2 separate regions of the Mus musculus genome follow, and region 2 is linked to region 1. The links are chromatin contacts, called in public promoter capture Hi-C maps. All regions are on one chromosome and are shown on one strand. Each heading gives the region's core, a stretch centred on a gene start, on an enhancer-like site or on the middle of the called end of the contact. The rest is flanking DNA. Distances are from core to core; before and after follow the strand shown.

What was found. Capture Hi-C pulls out chosen DNA fragments and counts their contacts.
Region 2: a promoter capture Hi-C map of adipose tissue shows a contact between it and region 1, with 4 times the contacts expected there. The contact joins the promoter of Ephb3 here to the promoter of Mrpl40 in region 1.

The regions. Positions count from the first base shown.
Region 1 is chr16:18,872,308-18,879,697 of GRCm38.p6, forward strand. It overlaps Mrpl40 (mitochondrial ribosomal protein L40), which reads right to left and starts at 4,330. Exons shown (of 4, transcript NM_010922.2): 1 at 4,164-4,330; 2 at 3,017-3,100; 3 at 1,230-1,388; 4 at 1-355. The coding sequence starts at 4,216. The coding sequence ends at 31. It overlaps Hira (histone cell cycle regulator), which reads left to right and starts at 4,443. Exons shown (of 25, transcript NM_010435.2): 1 at 4,443-5,212. The coding sequence starts at 5,176.
Region 2 is chr16:21,201,754-21,209,143 of GRCm38.p6, forward strand. It overlaps Ephb3 (Eph receptor B3), which reads left to right and starts at 3,042. Exons shown (of 16, transcript NM_010143.1): 1 at 3,042-3,510. The coding sequence starts at 3,417.

The sequences.
Region 1 (7,390 bases), core at 3,080-5,579:
CATGTTCCCAGGACAGCAGTTTTCAGTCTCTTATCTTTTGAATTCTACTTGTGTGTACACCTTGGTGATATCATTGTACCTGCCTTCAGGGGCCTGGTAGTTAGAGATAGGTGGTGTGTAATGTGGCCCTTCTTTCTCGAAGGGGAATAGGCTGGTATCCCGCTTTATGGCCTCGGCATAGAGCTCTGCAGATTCAAGTTTCAGCTCCTCCAGGGCTTCCTGCTGGGCTTCTAGCATGGATCTGATGGCGTCCCTCTCCATCTCATGCTCCTGCTGCTTAAACAGTGCCCACCTCTTCAGCAGAAGAGCTCTCCGTTCACTCTCCTCAGGTGAATGCTCCTCCTGAGGTCGCTGTCTGTGAACAAACACATAGAGCAAACATGGGAGGCCAAAGAGTACTGACACTATTGCAGAGGGACCCTTGTGACTGCACATGACTTAAGTGCCCTACTACCAGCACGGCCAGGCATAACCAGGGCTCAGGAAAATAGTAAATTTGAGGATATATTAAGAATGTAATGTCAGGGCTGGGGGGAGGATTCAGAGGTTAAGAGCATTTACTGTTCTTAGACACCAGAATTTCTTCTTAGCACTAGAATTATGTGGCTCAAAACTGCTTATAACTCAAGCCAAGAGCATCTGCTGCCTGTAAGGGTACTTGCATTCATATGAACATACTCCCAACACACAATTACATATTACAAAAAAAAAGAAAAAAAAAAAACCGCTCAGCATAGAACATGGCAGCAGCTGCTTTCCTCCGGCAGAAGGAGCCTGCTTGCCTGCTTGGAGAGAACTATACTGTTTCTGCCCCAGGCAAATTATCCTTTTGGTGAGCTGGGGGTACAGTAGAAAAATGAAACAAACACCAACTAGAGACAAGAGCTTGTTTAGTCCTAGAACACTAGAAAAACACTGGTGCTTCCCAACTTGTACGGTTTTATAAACTGTGCACTTTTGATAGGATGAGGGCTACAGAGCTAGGGTCTATGTCAAGGGTCAGAGCCAAGGCTCATGGAAATAAATAACACGAACCCTGGAGCAAAGCTGATCTAAACTCCCTGAGAATCTCCCCCCAAAATCCCCAAAAGCACAATCAAAATGAAAAGGATTCAGGTCAGGGCCAAGTCAAACCTACTCACTTGTTCCTACCACAGACATGAACTTCAGTTAGAACTACTTGAGGAACTCCTTTGCATTAAAGATGTCTCCCAGAGGAGAACTCTTACCTTGATTTATCCAAGAACCTCACAGGGGTAATAAAATCTTCAATAGGAATCAGTTCTTGGGAGGCTTTTTCCAGTTTTCGGATCCTCTTTTTCAAGCGATCCTTTGCTGCTTGATCCTTTCTGGGGTCTACCTTCTTCTTCTTCCGCAGAGGTTCTGCTCTAGTGGGTACAAGCACTCAACCTCAGGACGGATAGGATGCTAAATAAAGTATCTCATACTTGTGCTATATGCTAACAAGAAAGCTGTCCGCAGCCCTAACTCCACGAGCTTAGTCCACTGTCTTCCCGAGGACGGTATGGGTCCTATCAATTCCAGGAAGGACAGGGATCTACTAAGAGGAACTGTTGATTCTTTCTTTTTGTTGGTGGGGTGGGGTGGGTGGTTCTGAGACAGGGTTTCTCTGTAGCCCTGGCTGTCCTGAACTCACTCTGTAGACCAGGCTGGCCTTGTCAAACTGTCTCTGCCTCCCAAGTGTTGATATTAAAGGGGTGTGCAACCACTGCCCAACTTTTTTTTTTTTTTTAACTTTTATTCTTACACAGTCCTAGCTTGCCTTTAACTGGCTATGTTGTCAAGGATGTCCTTGAACTCTGATCCTACTGTCTCTACCTCCAGACTTCCAGCCTAGTTATTTTCTACTACTCCCAGTATTCTGGTGCTGGGGATTAACTTAAGGCTTTGTGCATGCTAGGCAAGGATCCAATAAACCAAGCTACATTCTTAGCTTGGAAGTGCCAGTCTGTGATTCAGGTGTATCTTAAAGCTGCCCTGAGAAGTGAACGTGCTGAACTAAGGGAGTAAAAGCTCATTCACATTTGAAATGAATTTGTGATTTACAAAATGCTTCAAGACTAAAAGAGACAGGACAGTAAAAATGACTGCCAGATTTTTTTTTTTTTAAATCAGTTTCTGGGGTGTTGAGAGGGCTCCGTGGTTAAGAACACTTGCTGCTCTTGCCGAGGATCTAGGTTTTGTTCCCAGCACTCACATGGCAGCTTACAACCATCATTGATTCTGGTTCCAAGGGATCTGGGACCCTCTTCTGGCCTTTGTGGGCACCATGCATGTAGACATAACACATTACAAAATTAGCCATGTCCTAAAGCTTTGGCAAGTATCTGATTTACTTTTAGGAACACACTTCCCAGGCTAAATGTGGCATTAGGAATAATCAAATTTGAAGCTGGAGAGATGACTTAGGAGTTACAAGGAGTGCTTGCAGATCTTAAACACTGGAGTTTGGTTCCCAGAACCCACATCAGGGGCTCACAACTGTTTGTAACTAGGAGAGCTATAACCCCTGACTGGCTTTGGGCACCCCAAACACATGTGTATACATATGTCAGGAACATAAACATTAAAAAAAAAAAACCCTTAAAGCAAACCTTTTAGCAATAAACTAAATAAAGCCCCAAGAAAGCATCCAAAGTTCCTAGAGTAACTATTATTAGTCTTTGAACCTTTCTCCCACTCAGTGAATCAGAATGAGCAGGGAAGAGCAAGGCCTATGGAAATACAGAAGTTAAGATATGCCCTTTGAAACACATAAGACTCCTTAAATCTAGCTGCTACTTATTTAAACTACTCAAGTAGCAATACATATATGCTATGCTATCATAGTACAGAGCTCCTTCAAAGGACAGAGGCATCCACTTAAATTTAACTATTAGTTCCACAGACTGAAATCTGCTTGCTAACCCAAGGTTGGGCACTCTTGCTTTGTTTTGGTCATATGCATACACGTGTTTCTCATACCCCAAGAGCTAAGGGTTATGCTGGATTTTACCTCATGGGGATGAGATCCCAGAAGGCCAGTAAGGAAGCTCTCTGGTGGGTGTGTCTGACGTGTGCCTGGCAGGTTCCAGGGATCCTGAAGGAGAGAAGGGTATGTATAAAGATCTGGGGAAAGAGAAGGCACATACACATAACTATAGGTCTTCCTAAAACCCGGAGGATGTTTGTAAGTATCTATTTTGTATTTTTTTCAGACAAAAGTCTCCCTAATTCGGGCTATCTTGCAACTTGAGACAATTTTCTTGCCTCAGCTGCTCCACCATGTCTAGTTCATTTGTATTAGGCCAGCAAGGTCAAAGTGAGGAATTTACAGAACTCTGTTTCTCACTGGGGCAGAGCCTTTACTTGCTCTGGCAGGATCTTCTTCTTCTTCTCCTTCTTCTTCCGTCTCTCTGTTTCTTTCTGTCTCTCTCTCTCTCCCCTTCTCTGTCCCCTCTCTTTCTCTGCCTCTACTCTCTTCTCAATTCCCCTTCCCATACCCACAAATAAACTCTATTCTATACTAGACCTGTCTAGTATATGACTGGTACCTCGAGGAAGGAAGGAGGGATGCTTCAGTGTGGACCACTGAGTAAAGTACCCCCTCCCACTGTACTATACGTCCCTTCTATAAAACATATCCTTGGATTTTTAAAAACACATTGCTCTTCTTCCTTTTTTTTTTTTTTTTTTTTTTTTTGGGTTTTTTTGAGACAGAGTTTCTCTGTAAAGCCCTGGCTGTCCTGGAACTCCCTTTGTAGACTGGGCTGACCTCGAACTCAGAAATCCGCCTGCCTTTGCCTCCCAAGTGCTGGGTTTAAAGGCGTGCTCCACCACGCCCGGCGTCTTTTTCTTCTTTTTAAAAATGGGGTGTAATATAGCCAGGTTTGTATGCAGCTGTTACGACCTTGACTTTCTGACCTAGCCTCCACCTCCATAGTGCTGGGGTTGCAGGAGTAGGCCACCACTTAAGCACGACTTAGGCTTCACACTTGTTAGGCAAATAGCCTGTTAAGTGAGTACACTTCCAGTTCGGATTTTCATCCGCAACAGATGCGGTAGGCTCATGCCCAGAAATAATCTGCGAGCACTAGCGAGCAGCTACGGGGCAAAGCCCGCGCACGCGCCCTGGGTATTCTGCCACCCGCGGCTACACTCACCAGCTCCGAGGCCGCAGAGCCCGCGCAGCACACAGCATCACCCCGGTAGCCATAGTTTTTCACGCCACCCGCTGGCGGGCAGCTTCCGGGAGCACGCCCCTGGGCGGTCCGACCTGAGGTACCCGGTCGGGTCTGGCAGGCCTCGGCCCGGAACTCGCGGGTCTGGGATTCCGAGAGGCGGGCCCGCAGCTGGCCCCGCCCCCGACGCAGCCCCGCCCCGGGCAAGCAACGGTGGCTTCGCCGCGCCCTTTTGCGGGCGTCCCGCCTTCTGTGGATGCTGCGGTGTTTTCCTGCTCTCTGCTCCGCCTGGCCTATGTGTTTACATCTATGAAAACGCCCCGCTCTTCTAATAAATGCGCCCGTCTGGCCCCCTATCCTTCACCAGCCTAGTTCTTTTATGCATGCAATCGAGCTCAGGGCCCGCTGCCGTCTGCCGCTAGATGCATGCTGGCGCCCGCCCGGCTGGCGCTCGCGAGATGCCCAATAGCGCGAATTGATGGATGGCGGAAGCTAGTTACTAAGCTGGACTCGGAGCCGCGGAGGTAGAACTAGAGATCTGCACACCACCCTGGTTCTGCATCGCCGGGCGGGATCTCAAGGCTTTGCCAGCCTGCTCACACCGACCCTCATCGGCGACCACATCAGTGGCAGCGGAGTATCCCCGTCCTCCCCCCCCTGTCTACCGAAGAACCGAGGCGGCCCGGTCCGCGTAGGGAGCGGTTTCCCGCCGGGGCGATTTGGCAGGTGCGCGCCGTGACTTCCGGCGTTGCCCGGGAGCCGCCGGAGGAGGAGCGGCGCAGGGGATGCGGCTGTGGCGGCGGCGGCGGCGGCCGAGCGCAGGAGGCGGCTGTGGCGGCGGCTGGGGGCACGGGCCGGCGATGGCGCGGCGGCGCTGAGGGCAAGGGTGGGCGGCGGCCGGAGGGCGGGCGGCGCGGGAGGAAGCTGCGGCAGCTCCATGGCCCAGGCGTGCTGAGGGACACGGCTCTGGCTTCAGCCCGGCAGCGGCCGAACAATGAAGCTCTTGAAGCCAACCTGGGTCAACCACAATGGTGAGTGCACGCAGGAGTCGTGGGCGGCCGAACCTGCATCGGGGTGGGGTCTGGGATTGGCTTGCGGCGGTGCTCAAGTCCTGCCCACCTTGTCCAGACGCTGGTGCCGGGTGCTGGAGCTGCAGAACGGGCAGGAGCAGACTTTGTCCCCGGCTCTGGGACACCGGCGAGCCCGGGCACGTGCTTCGGGCTGGTTGCAGCGAAGTCCGCCTTTGCCTCAGGCAATGGCGCTGTGTCCTGCGCCGCCCACCCTTAATCTGGGATGCCTGGCTCTGGTGAGCCGGCTTGGGTACCGACCTGGTGCTGCCATCCGGCTTCACCATCCAGTATGTGCTCAGATGGTTGTGAGTATGAAACTGGGGCGACATCCCCCTTGTGGCCTTTCAGCGGCTCGGTGAATCTGCATGAGATACTTACTGGCTGTATTGCCCTTTCTGAGGCCTGGAGTTTGTGACAGTGCCCCCACTCGGGCTATTGCGATCCTGGAATGGGAAGGGCCTGGGCTCAGGTCCTACGGAGGACCACGAAAGAACCACGTTTAATGTAAGGATTGGGGCTTCAGATGACTAAGATTGGGGCCAGTGGTGCACAGGAGACAAGCGACTTTGGATCCGTGATAGTGACTTCAAATAGCAGATTCCTACACCCTGGTGGAGAAAGCAGCCGGTGGCATCCAGTTTTGTCGAGAACTACTGCAGGAGGTTGTTTGCTCTCTGCCGAGCGAGTGAGGAAGAGCTAGAGCCTTTCCCCCCAGCTAGTACTTGAGTCTCTGGAAGGACCCGAAGGAAGCACGAGGAAGCAGCCAAGCTCTGCTGAAAGAGGAAGGGTCTTTCCTCCTTTCTACTTTGTATTGCATCTAGAGGGAGCTACAGTTGTGTGTGTGTTTTTGTGTGTGTGTGCGCGCGCCCGCGTAAAAGAAGGCAAGTAGATGCATTTTTCTCTTTTTAAAAATCCACGTGGCCAAATTTAAAAAAAAATTGGTCCTGGGTGCTTTTTATTCACAGCCGAACTTTTTTTTTTTTTTTTTTTTTTTTTTTGGAGGGGGAGGGGGCGTTCACAAGGAAGATCGTAGACGTAGACTGGGTACGACATGCTCTCTACATTAAACAGTATGATTCTGAAGTTCAGCTAAGAACAGATTTTAAAGTTTGGAGCCTAGTCCGAGCAGTGGTGGAGCACACCTTTAATCCCAGCACTCAGGAGGCAGAGGCAGGCGGATCTCTGAGTTCAAGGCCAGCCTGGTTTACAGAGTGAGTTCCAGGACAGCCCGGGCTACACAGAGAAACCCAGTCTCGAAAACACACACACACACACACACACACACACACACACACAAGTTTGGAGGCAAGAAGGTTCAAAGTTCATTTGAAATCTAGGTGATGGGGAGGGGAAAGAATATGATAGAACCATACTGTATGAAAAAATTTTTTTTGTTTTTGTTTTTTTGTTTTTTGTTTTTTTTTGAGCCAGGGTTTCTCTGTATAGCCCTGGCTGTCCTGGAACTCACTCTGTAGACCAGGCTGGCCTCGAACTCAGAGATCAACCTGCCTCTGCCTCCCAAGTCCTAGGATTAAAGGCATGCACCACCACCACCTGGCATGAAAATTTTTTTAAGTAAAAAAATCTAAGTGATGATTATTCATGATAAAAGATGTTGAGACTTAAGCAAACTTCTCTTTTTTTTTTTTTTAATTTAAAGGCACCCTCTTTCTCTATATTGCCTTTACCTTGGAGATGGTGTTATTACATGTCACTGCCAAGCATGCCTTTAAAGATGATGGTAATGAGAGGTGGGGAGTGGCTTCCTAGCCAGGTCCTGAAGAGTAGTAGCTGGTAGAGTCAAGTTTCCTTTGGATGAATAAATAGAAGCCCTACTGCACTGGAGGGGATCGTACTTCCTGGCTTTCTCACTCAGCATTTCCTGTCTCCTTATATATACAGCATGAACTCTTGGGGTCTGAGAGTTCAGAGAGGGGAGGAAAAGAGAACAAGGCAAGGTAGGCAACTAGAAGAGTTAAAAGCAGAAAGAGAGGTGTTTGTTGGTCTTCAGATTTTGGCCCAGTACTAGAGAAACCTCTCAGAAAGGATATCTCAGCCCCAGCATGATTGCCATTTTTAGTCACAACTGTTTTAGGGGCTGTCCTGTGTATTGTGTGATCTTTACTTAGATGTCAGCAG
Region 2 (7,390 bases), core at 1,792-4,291, 2.3 Mb after region 1:
CACCAGTTTCCCCACTGGGCTCCTCGTCTCTGAAGCATTTCTTGAACAAATCCCACCACTTCTTCCTGCCCCAAGTTCTCTTTCTTTGTTTCACCCTAACTCAAGTCAGGGCCAGAAGCTTTCTTATCTCTTTAAAGGAAACCTGGAGTCATTAACTGTTGCACACATTCCTCTAATTGTCTGCAGACACTGCAGAAAGAATTGGAAGCCGGGCATTCATTATCAGAGGGGGCCCCCGCTTTTTTGGTTCCTTAGTGAAAGTATCACAGTAGCCCAAGAGGGAGAGAAGACCTTCACCCACTTATCCTCACATGGATTCTTGGGCTCAGAAAGTTCAGCATCTTATTATAGACCCCACAGCTGCTGAATGCACAGGCCTGCCAAGTTGCTTCTGAGCATCAAGCTTTCTCCTAAAATCAAACCCGGCAAACAATGATGTGGTCAGAGAAATGGTTTTAGCATAGCAGAGCTCTTCCTCTTCCCTTCAAAGTCCTAGGCCAGAGCCCAGTTGCTGGGTTGCTCAGCATCTCAACTTGGAAACATGAGAAAGAGGGACCTTCTGCATATTGATTTCCAGTCCCAGTATGTCCATCTGCCCCCATCTCCAACCCTTTGTTGCCAGCTCATCAGCCTTTGCCACTGGCTGCTGCTGCCATCAGAACTTTGATGCTTTCCAGTCTGTCAACATCTAAGGTCAGGAAGCATTCCCGTGGGAACCATGGTGCCAACATCCGGTGAGGACAGGCCCCCATTACCTGCTTTTGCTATCATACCCAAGAACAAAGGAGCTTGGTGCCTGCCGCCTGGTGGGCTGTTTGTCTAGGGTGAGGCCAAGCCTGGCACAGATGTTGAGTAAACAGGAGTGCCAGCCTCACAGATCTGCCTTACAATAAGCAAGGCTTTAATTGGGATGTGTTACCCCCAGGCCACCTGCTAAAAATCACAATGGTCAACATCAACCAGATCTCCAGGGCTATAGGGCAAGCAGTCCCTGCTCTCCATCTTGGGATCTCCAGTCCCACAACTGAGAACTGGATATGACGGTTTCTAAGATACCTCCGGTGGACTAGAGCTTTCTGTAAGCTTTTAGAACTCAATAGGTCAGAGCCTCTGAATAAGGCAACCCCCACCCCAGCTTCATGCATCCACACCCACCTCAGCCTTGCCCAGAGAGACAAAGCTCTTTCAAAGCAATACCCTTAGGCTCTGGACCCATGACCTTACCCCACCCTGCTTTGGTTTGTCTGAACTGGAGTCTTAAGGGTGCTTCCTGATCAGAGGGACAAGTCAGTCTGTCTATCGTGTTTCTGAGCCCATCTCTAACTCAACTCTCCTTCTTTGGCCCAGAAACCATGGGGGGAGGTACGGAAGGCTCTGAGGGACCATGGAGTGATGGTCACCCCTTAGGCCCATGAGAGGATGCATGGTGGTCACGACTTTAGAATTCAGTACACATCAGAACCACCTACTTGTTAGAATACAGAATCCTGAGCTCCACATTGCAGATACTCTGAATCCTAGCATGTGAGGTGGGAAGGGACAGCTTGAGGTTCTGAACACATGCTAAGGTGCTCCTTAGTTCTTTAATAAAGCAGAGTGTCTGTAACTACACTGTCCTGGGTTCAGCTCCTGTAACTTGGGGCAAGCTGCCAAGCCTTTGTACACGCCAGTTTGTCTATGTATTTTCTTTTACTTTCTTTCTTCAGTTTTGTCTGTAAAATGAGGCTATAATAACACCTACCCTGAATAAGTGTGAGGTATTGTTTCAGGGTGTTTATTACACCTTGTAAATGTTCTAAAAGTGAACCGGCAGAAGTCCATCACAGTAACCTAGAGGCTCTCTTTGATGTTTCCGACCCCGGCACCTCTCTCATTCACCTAGGCACAAATACACTTCAAACTTAACTTGTTGGCTCTTCCTTCTAGTCATGGTCTAAGCCACCACCCTCCCTTCCACTACATGGCCCCTTCACTAGCCCCCAGGATTCCACCACTGTCTCTGCCTGTCATCCTCCCAGGACAGACATGCCAATCTGATAATGTAATGTCCCCCTGTTTCAAGAGAAAGGCTACATTGTGAGTCCAAAATCGTATCCTCCGGGCCCCTCCTCATCTACTTCTCCTCAGCCGGTTCACCCTCTCTCCGCTCTAACTCTGCACTCAAGCGATTCTGAACTTTATTCTGAACATTTTTTTTCTTCGATTCTAGGTCTTAACACAAAAGTGTATGTTCTCTGCCCGGAGCACTGCCTCCCATCCTCAATACACTATTACTCATCCATCTTGTATACTGTCACTTAGATCCCGTTTCCTTAGACCTAACATTGTGCTTCGAAAAGGTAGGTTCTTTCCCGGCAGGAATGCTTGTTAGCCCCGCTGTGAGTTTTAAACCCACCTCCACCAGTTAACACATGGCTCCGGGATAATAAACGCTTCTCTGCTCTAGCCACTTTGAAACATTGTGGGTGCCCAAAAAATATTTTCTAATAAATTATCACAATCGAATAGACGAATAAATAAACCCTTGAGCGTCCCTTGAAGCGGGCTCTGCCGGGGTGGGTAATTCCCACGCCCCACATTCCTTTCCCTACTCGCTAAGGCCTGTCCTGGGTCTGGATGTGCTTGGAAGAAAAAAAGCCTCTTGACAGAATCCCATGGGTCTGCTAACCACAGGGGGGCGCCCCCAGCTCGTTCTATCTGGTTATCACCGTCTAGGACTGGAGCTGGTTACTAATCGCCAATAGGAGAGAGGGGCGGGGTTACCCGATTGACTGACAGTGTGGCTCCGCCCAGTCTAATTCATCTTTTCAATGGCTCCTCCTGCTGCAAGCCCCAGGACGCCGAGGGTGGGCTCGGTGGAAGAGCGGCCAACTGAACTCCAGCAGAGTGCTCTCGCAGCAGAACCAGCTGGCTGGGCGGTCTGTGAGTGGGCGGCCGGCCTCTGGGGGCGTGGCCTGAGTGTTGACGGGCAGGCAGGTAGCCCTGCCCCTCTCGCCCAGAGCGGCCGCTCCACCGCGAGGACCAGCAGAAGTGAGTACGTGAGCGGCGCAGCCAGATACCGGCTCCTACCCCGGACGGCGAGCGCACAAGGATCCCGGGATCTGAGCTCGGCCTCAGTGGACTGTGCCCCGAGAACCTGCGACCACCTGCGCCCTCCGCTTCCCGAGTCATTGGGCATCAAGCCACCCAGCGCCCCGGATCCTCCTGGACCGGTCCGTCCAGATTCCCGCGGGAACGACCTGCCGGCATCTACCCGGAGTCCCGGGTTGGGCGACACCTCGGTTACAGAGCAGCCCGTCTGCTTTGCTCCCCCTCCCTGACGGGATCTCTTGGACTGTGCGCGAGCCTTCTTCCTCGGGCGTCCCCAGCCCCGCCGGCGCGGCCCGGCTCGGCCCCCCAACCGAGCGCCCCGGGCTATGGCCGGAGCCCGCCCGCCGCCGGGGCTTCTGCCGCTGCTCGCTCCGCTGCTGCTGCCGCTGCTGCTTCCCGCCGGCTGCTGGGCGCTGGAAGGTGAGCGGCGTCGGGGTCCCGCGCGCTACCGGGGAGCCCCGCAGTGTGGGGCCGTGGGCTGAGCACACGTCCAAGGAGACTCTAGGCTCGAGCCGGCTCCGCAGCCCTCTTTGGGGAAACTGCTAGCATCAGGACTCAGCACCGACTCCCGAAAGCAGCAGTTCGGCCGTGGGTTGTTTTTTGTTTTTCGGGTTTTTTTTTTTTTCTTCTTTCCATTTGGAAGGGATAGCCTACAGTCAAAGCAGAGGAACGAGACCCTCGGGGGTTCGCACCTCTGGAAGGCGAGGAAATGTGGGCGACTCAGCATCAAGGCGGGGGGGCTGCGGGACTGGGCGCTTGGGCGGGTGAAGCGAAGCTCCTCGGGTTGGGGGCTGCACTGGTTGGGAACCCGTTGTAGTTAACAGTAAGCGTGATTGTGTGCACCCCGCTTTGTCAGGGGATGGCTGCGGGGGTGGAGAGGCAGGGGGGCCTGTCATTGTTTATGGTTTTTCAAGTGCCAGCAACACAAGAGGTGTGTGTGTGTCTGTTGTAAACCTTCTCGGACCCACCCCACCCCCACCTCCAGCAGGACCTTTGGAGGGCTTAGGTTTCCATTGAACCCTCACCAACAGGGATTTACCCGGGGAGCACCTGAGCCGAGTGGCTACTAGTCATCAGCGGCGGGAAAAGGTCAGCCTTGTCTGTGGGCTCAGTGAAACCTACTAAGACTGCTACTGGGAAGAAATTGAACTTGGACAAACAAACAGCCCGAGTGTGGCTGGCCCAGACAAGAGAGCTCACACTTACGCCACTTGACATGAACCCACAGGGAACACCGGCACAGGTCACTAACACAGTCTAGAGGCACATACAGTCCCCTGGTGTTACAAAAATTGTAAACCTATTCAGTCAGGGGTGAAACTCAATGTTGAGGGAGGGCAGCAAAGAATTTGAGGGAAAATTGCAATGCAGGCAGTACTTAATTTTTGGTGTATTGGTTAGATGCACTTTTTTAGTTGAGGAACAAAATACGATCCCTATGCAGTTGGTTTCCTTTCCATAAATTCACAGTGTAAACTTAAAGGTTAGGAAGAAAAAACAAAATCTCTGAAACAGTTCAGAGAGGCTTCTGGCCTTTGGAATTTTGGTGCCACTGTGCTGAGGGATTTATTCACATGGGTGGACACATGCAAATTTAGACAGACACACAGAGGTTGCACCCACACTTACACACACTCACCCACTCACCCACATGTGTGTGATAGGATCTCAGGCGTGAGAAACCAGCATAGGGCTTTGTTGTTGATTGCCTGAAGGGTGTGAGCCAGGGAGCCTATTGAGTTCCCAGGTCTGGGACTATCTTAGCGCAGGAGAGGCAACATTGGTGCATGCACTCTGAAACATACACTTAAACTGTGTGTCACCTGTGTGTATCAGGTCCCGTGGCCCCTTTTGTGGGGTGCGGTAGGTAGTGGTAGGTGGTAGAGCCGAGAATGGAGTGGTGGTGGAGGTGTGTGGTTTGGGGGAGATGAGCTAGGGGTACCTGAGGGGGGTCTTCCCTTCCTCCTTTTCATCCTTCACCATCCTCAGACCCTTTGAGGCAGGCTCTAGCTAGTAGTGTCTGGCCAAGGAGCTGATGGTGACTGAGAGGCCCTTGTGATCAACTATGAATGGGAGTCAGAACTAGTGCCAGACTGAGGGAGGCTAAGCCAGTGAGGATGTCTCTGGAAAATAGCGGGGCCTACAAATGTGGATTTTATCATTGCCTTCCTTCCTTAAAGAAACATAGGTGCTGAGCAGAGCAGGTCCTTAGACCTACCATCTTTCCACTCCTCTGCTCTGACATGGAAATAGTATGGATTGAATTGCTACTATGTGTAAAGGACTTAGCACAGTTGTTGCTATTCAAGGATTAGCTGTTGTTGTTACCATTATCACCCTAGAGTCTGCTCTTTGGGGAGCAATAAGAAGTGTCCTTATCCTGCTGGAGGGGCTGAACGGAAGGAGGAGAGGCTGGACTGGAAAGTTGGGGTTTATCTCCCTGCTGCTCCAAAGAGGAAAGAGATAGAGAGCAGGGCCCTGCCTAAATCCCAGCTGTCTTTCTGGAAGTCTGTGATGGAGACTGTGTCCCAAGAGCATGGCGCTTTGGTTCCTTAGTATTGATGGTCTGTCACCAACTCACACACTTTTCAAGTGATTTGCCCTGGATTTTGGCTCTCTTCAACAGTCTCATTGTATATAGACTTGGAGTCCCTGAGCTGTGTGTACCCACAAGCTGCCTGACGCTGGTTCCTGTTCATTCTCTTCTCAGTTTCCCATTTAGTTGGGATCGGGACTCATCTTCCTTAAAGGACATTTCTCTAGTTCCCACTAACCCAGATCAGTTGGAAAGAGGTGTTCAGTGGAGGGGCCCGGGATGAGAAACAGTGTCTGAGACACAGATCCTATGCATTTGAGAAAGGATAGTCAAGTCCCAGTAGAGAAGAGACTTTTCTGTGAAAGGAGAGTTCCCAGTTTGTAGAAGGTGGAGTGGGGACATCTCACTTAGCCAGGCTAGTTAAGCCTGGCCCTGGGGTAGAAGCAGCAAGCCTCTGTCCTCTGAGGTCGTTGGTGTGACCCTAAGAATCTGGGAAGTGCCAGGGGACAGCCCAGGATGGTCTTAGATTACTTATGCTTATTGCTTCTTTCTCTTGTCTGCTGTTCCTCCCCACCCGTCTTGTTTGTCACCAGCCAGAACTTCAGATCTAAGGAGGGACAGCAGCAGAACCAATTTGTTTCTCACTGCCCTCCTCTTAGCCACCACTGCCACTTTGGCCCAAGCAGCTGAGAGCTAAAGCCTAGGTTGTTGTGGGCAAGGCCTCCGCCACTAGCCTTCCACTAATTAAACAGCAGAAGAGGCTGAATCACCAGGCCTGCATAGTTTGAAAATTGTAGACCTGCCTGTTGTGCTGAGTCAAACTGGTTTGTCGGGCTTGGGTGGGGGTAGGGGGGGTGGCAGCTGGGTACCTGATGGGGTGGGAGTGGCCCCTTGGCCCAAGGGCTATCCTTAGGCTAAGTCTCCCATTGGCCTTCTGCTTCAAGTCCCGGTTGGGCCACTGGGCCCGGCATCCTGGGGAGGAATGGAGGCCTTGTGCCAGGGCCAGATGTCCATGGTCCAGGCTGGCAGAGACAGCCCAGGGTGGGAAGACTGAGGCTTTGGGCTCCCTGCCCCATGCTTCTCCTTCTCTCTTCTCCTTCTCAGGTTTATTTAATTACAAATCCCCATGATCTGAGAGAAAGAATGGAAAACAAAATGTGTTCTCTGTTCAGAGATGTTCCCCTCCCACCATCCCTGATGTGGAGACCAAGGGACCATAGCTAAGGATGGGAGAGTGACCCCGAGGAAGTTAGGCACTCAAAGCAAAAAACTGAAACAGTAACAGAAAGAAAAACAACAACACTACATCTACCTGAGTGTACGCACACAGACACACACACACACACACACACACACAAGGGCAGGATTCCCACAAACCCTTTCCCTCTCACGCCTTCCCAGATGGTACAAGCATGGACATAAACTGACCCATGACTGGAATAAGACACTGGGAACCTGAGCCCCTGTTTGGGTGCAAGGTAGGAACTCTATGGGGGTAAGAACAGCGGGGGTAGATTTCTACAACTTATGAAGACTATAGGGCACTCCTTTCTGACCAGACCCTGTTCTCTGTCCCTGCCCTTCTGTGATAACCCCCACCCCATCACCCCCCAGCTTTCCTAACTGTGAAATACGACTTTTCCCTGCCACTTCAGAATTCTTGGCCTGCATTTAACTCAAAGGCTTCTTGGGTCTGATCTGTCTCCCTTCTTGTTTGTTGTTTCCTGGGCCAAGGTGACACTTTTGCTCCAGGGTTTACTCTGG